Regions from separate parts of the Drosophila melanogaster genome. Here region 2 is linked to region 1. A link is a contact called in public targeted proximity ligation data. All regions are on one chromosome and are shown on one strand. The core of a region is the stretch at or near the end of the contact, and the rest is flanking DNA. Distances in the headings are between cores, read along the strand shown.

The links.
Region 2: a targeted proximity ligation map of the Kc167 cell line shows a contact between it and region 1, with 4 times the contacts expected there.

Annotation. Positions count from the first base shown.
Region 1 is chr3R:21,614,361-21,617,060 of dm6, forward strand. lncRNA:CR44034 (long non-coding RNA:CR44034) reads right to left here and starts at 1,380. Exons shown (of 1, transcript NR_074041.1): 1 at 660-1,380. The region is part of intron 1 of InR (Insulin-like receptor); the gene reads right to left.
Region 2 is chr3R:22,627,507-22,630,206 of dm6, forward strand. It overlaps lncRNA:CR43475 (long non-coding RNA:CR43475), which reads left to right and starts at 1,291. Exons shown (of 1, transcript NR_048466.1): 1 at 1,291-1,793. The region is part of intron 2 of loco (locomotion defects); the gene reads right to left. It also overlaps asRNA:CR43474.

The DNA of each region.
Region 1 (2,700 bases), core at 130-2,629:
TGTTCTTTATTAGTCATACAATGTATTCCCACATATAATTATCAGTGCCTTGTTCCATGCGAGTAACATGGCTAATCACGGACAACTAGTTTGATAAGCTCTTAATCCTTACTCACCATCCGCAGAGATTGCCCATAATCTGGAATCAAAATATCAAAACAAACAACTTGCCATTGGCCAATTGTTGATTCTTGTGGGTGTATTCTCATCGGATGTCTGTGTGTGGGAGTGTGTGTGTGTGTGTCGCCGAATGAGATACCGAATAAACACTTTCACGAGAAGACGGTCCCATACAAAATGATCACAAGATCCCGTAACCATATAAACACCACGTCATCGCCTGTCCACCGCCCGTCACTACCACACCACCACCACCACCACGACCACCACCCACCCACGTCGAACAGCTTACCCCCTAAGTTTCCTGTAGCTTTAGTTGCCATTCGCACCAGCAGTTTATTATACTTAAGTTTTCCTATAATACATTTCTTATTGCTGTTCTTTAAATCACATAGTGAAAACCATAATTGTACACACTGAGAAATAAATGGGTGTGCACAGCTGCGGAAAAAATACTAAAATTCTGCAGTGACTCATTGGCTTAAGGATCAGCGAAAGTTTTTAAAAACGAAACAAAAACAAAAAAGTCAAGTAGTAATGAAATCAAAGACAATATTTAATATTTGCACACAATTTTCCACAATTACCAAGCTGTCCGACGATTTCCTTTCCAGTTCCAACTATTAAGAACTATTTATGTGTCAGATCTCTATTATCATGGCCGCACTTGTAAGTATGTTCGAGGTTCATGCGTAGGCGACTGCAGACTTCCGAAGGGAAGGTGAAATCGGGGGAGACTCTCGTCATACGACCGGCTGACGAACGTCGACCATGTCATGTGTTGTTGGCTCCAAGTGTGCGCGTGGAGGGGCTGGCTCCATGCGTTACTTTTGTTCCCGCTGTCGCCAGCACTATTGTTATTGCCATGGCTGTTGCGGCTGGGTATTATTTGCTTGGACCTTAGACCCTCTTCCCATGATAAGATTCGGGAGCAGCTGCTTATAATGATGGGTGATGGGTGGTGGGTGGCTATGTCTGCGCCGCGGATGGATGGATGGCTAGTTGGATGGACGTATGGATGGCGGGTTGAGCGGTTAAGAGATGCGAGTCCCCATGTGAATCACTGTGGCTGCCCTCGCATCGCTTCTTGGAACAATCAATTCCGATTCATTCGATTTTCCGCGAGTTGAATGCAAATAAAAACACAATTAAGTGCGGCTGGTACAGCGAAAACAAGTTGACTCACTGCAAATACGTTGCATTTCGCAATGGCAAAACAAATGGCAGCTACACGGCTTGCGTAATTAATACCAATTTGGGCATGATCCAAAACGCACAGCTTGTTCAGTGCAATAATAACAATAAAGAAGGAGAGATCCCAATCACCTTGGTGATCGGTCATGTACATGCATACATATTTGTAACTTGTATTTGAGAACTAGTCGCTTAAATAAATTAGTAGAAAAATTTAATACTATTGCACCAGAAAACTATAATTTTGTTTTAAAACCAATTGAAAATTAATTCTATGGAAGGTATAAAACGAATGAATTGAAACACATATTTCGTTCAATTATCATACTAATTATGTCGAATCGTCTCCATTCCTGGTCCCATTAATAAATACAAAAACAACAACATCGCAGTGCGTGCATGCATGTGTGGGCGTGGCAGCGGAGGGAGTGTGGAGCGATTAGAAGACGCGCGTCTAAGTTCAAGGCCAAGCAGTTCACAGCATAAGCAGTGAAGGCAGCAGCAACAACAAAGGAGAAAAAGCAGCAGCGGCAGCAGGGCAAGAGTGCGAAAGGGGCAGAGGGTGGAGAGGGAAAAGAAGCAAACGCAGCTGAAAAAAGTGCACACAAAATTGTTTGGCTGTGTGAATGTGTGTGTGTGTGTGCTGTTTCGCAGCGAAAAAGGTCAATGACACCTGTCTGTTTGTCTCGCTCGGCTCACACACACACACATACAGGCTTATCACCGGCCACTCTCTTTCGGCAATCGTGCCCTCTCTTTCTGGCCTGCGCGCAGCTACGTTTAGACATGTGGTCAGAGCATTTTTTTTGTTTTTTCTCGCTTTAAAAGGCATTCGTGTTGGTGGCGGCATGTGTGTTTTTGTTGTTCGTTTCGGCACTGTTAATTAGTGTGGCCAAATTATGCGCCAAAGCCGCCAACAACTCGATGGTCATACGTCATCAACAATAGCCGGACAAACAATTTCCGGTTTTTAGCCACACCATTAAAAAGCCAATATCAGAAATAACATGCACAAAAATAAAATAATAAAAATACAGAGAAACAAAAGCAGGCGCAACAACAACAAACTTGGCCCGGGTTCCGTCATTGCCTCATCCTCTATAGATCTCTTCTGTTCTTCTGCTTTATTTTGGTTCTATTTCAGCAATTTGTTATTGCGGCGACTTATTTTTGTCGCAGCACGCACACACACTCGCACTTATGCTCGCACACACACACACACACACACAAATGCACAGAGAGCAGGCAGGCAAACTCGATTTAAAAATAAATAAATTACGCACAAATACAAATACATTGGCCAACATTCTTCGGGCCTCGTCAAAAATATAGCATGATTAATACAAAAATGCGCAATTCTCTGGTGTTTTTTTTTTCTACTTCGGT
Region 2 (2,700 bases), core at 41-2,540, 1.0 Mb after region 1:
ATCCCACCCCCTTCCACCATTCCATCCTTCCAGTGGTGTAAACAAAGAAAGTCCCAGACAACATTTGGAATAATTAAAATGCCAAGCAAAGGCAACTGGAATGCGGGCGGCCGCTGCTTTGTTGTTGTGCATTTGGTTGATAAATTAAGCAATTTGCAGATATACAAAAGTGTAGATCAACGAAGGAGGTGAGGAGGGCTCTGAAAAGAACGCGTGGAAGTCGACCCCCCATCAGCGTCCAATTTCCAGATCATGTGAGCACTGGAAAATTATTTTATTTTTCCTTTTCGCCGCGTGTGCGTTTTTTGTCTATAATTTCACAGTTATTTATGATTTGTTTAGCTAAAGGCCAGTGGGCAAAAAAATATAGGGAACTATAATTTCCCCCATTTTACGCACTTCGCACTGGTTTCCATCTGCGTTTTTGTGCGTAAATGAGCCAATTCCAGGCAATCCCATCTGTTCCGTTCCCAAATCCCCAATTGCAACAACAAACATCGTTTTACATTTGTGAATTACAGTGGAGCTTCTATAGGAACATTTTTCAATTTTACAGAAACTGATATTCATTTAAATTTTCAAAGAAACTAAGTTAATTTTGGATAGTTCTGGAAAGTTAGTTGCTGTCTTTTTCCATTGTCAATTGATTCCAATTTCCCAGTTACGGTAGGTTTGCCTGCATCGCTTTTTTGAACAATTGTGCACATTAAATTAAATATCCGGCATGCTGCTTGTTTTTCCTGCTTCTTTTTGTTTGCGTTAATTTTATGGAAGATAATGCGGGTCATATGCGTTCTGTTCAGAAAACTCCAGGCGGAAGATACATATACAATATGTATTTAAAATTTAAGTACAGGAATCGTACGGATATGTGAATGGAATTTTTACAATGCCCACAGACGGCGATTAACGACTACTTTTGTGCGGCCCAAAGTGTGGGCAATGCGATGGGAATATTTACTTAATTTCTTTATTGATCAATGGAAATGGTTTATATCGGCGTGGGCCACTTTCCCACTTGGCAACCGAGGATCCAAGTGATGACCCATGAGCACCATTGAAAAGTGAAATGCGGCACGCGACGCCCATGCAAATGTGATAATTAGAAAGTCATTATGGCTGGCAATCGTTGGCCATCTAATACCAATGGGTGACATCTTCGCTTGAGGTGATACATTGCATACACACATAGAAAAAGTACTTCCTAAAAGGGAAATCTAAGCAGTAAAAGTGAATCTAATCATTTCGAAACACGAACAATTCAGATTATTACCTGTATATTAAAAATTATCAAACGAACTATAATATAAAATCGCATCTACACATCTATTGATTCTACGTCTCGAATTCTCTTCCTAATTCCGAACCCTGAATTTGCGCAGAATTTAATGCTGATCGATTTGTGGCATTACAAACAGCTAATTTATATGGACCAATAAACTATTACTAAATGGCGTAATCCAATTTGGCGTACATCTAGAATGCAACGCAGGGTAAACACCACGAAGCTGACGAGTTCAAAGATCATTCGGGGATCATTCTTGGGCTGGGGTATTCGCTGGAAGCCAGGTGCCGCCATACGGACAACCATCAACGGATTTTACGGACACGCATTAATGGCCATTGATTGACGACGACTCGAGCGTAAATAAACAGCTTCCAGTGAAAAAATTATGAAGAGTTTTTGGCGTAAACAAATTTGGAACTAAAATCATATCGGAACGGAATCGAATCGAATCGAAACGAGGCGAATCACATTGGCGCCAGCTGGCGAAGTACACTCAACAAATTTTAGGGGGCATGTGTTTGAAAATATTTAAATCATATTTAGTTTTTCGTGAAATAAAAATGTATTTTAATTTTCATTTTAAATTTGTATTCTAAAATTTTTAATTATCTATTCAGTCTTGACCTACTACTTGCATTGCCGTCTTATTATTGACGCTTTAGATGATAGATTTTAATAATTTCGTAAATATTGTTGAGTGTACTCCCAGGCGCGATTAATCCCACTTGGGTTGTGAATGGAATCTAGAAGTGACTCACTCGCATGACGTTGGTGGTGTCGCGCAGCGGAGGCGGCTTGCTGAAGTCCATCTGCTGCACTGCATCCGGATCGCTGAGGGATCTGCGCAGCGTGGTCACCGATGCGCGCTTGGAGTGAAAGGAGCCGCGCAGGAAACGAGCAAATTCGCAGGCGGCATTCTTTCCCACACGACAAACTGCCCGTGGAGGCGTGACCTTGAAGCTGGGCAGGAGTGGAGCGTGCATCTCGAAGGAAGAGTCCGGAGAGAGATTGCGGCTATTGGAGCTGCCCGACTGTGAAGTGAGATTGGAGCTGGCCGAGCTGATGCCGTCGTCGTGCTCCTCCTCGTCCTCGGAGCTGGTGGGTACTTCTCCGCCAGATGCAGCCAGTGGACTACAGCCCAGTTGCTCCTCCACCCGATCCCTGGTCACTCTGATCAGCACTGGGGAATCGGCGCGATTATCCTCCATCTCTGGCTCACTGAGTTTTCGGTTGCCACTCCGTCTTTTGGTGGCCGAACTGAAGAACTGCAGCACGCGGGAGGCACTGCGGCAACTGCGTCGTTCCGCCTGGACACGTGCCATGGCCATGGGTGGTGGCATCAGGTCCTCTGCCTCTGCGCATTTCCTAGGCAATGGATTCACCAACACTTTCTCCTCCTGCACGGTCTCCGG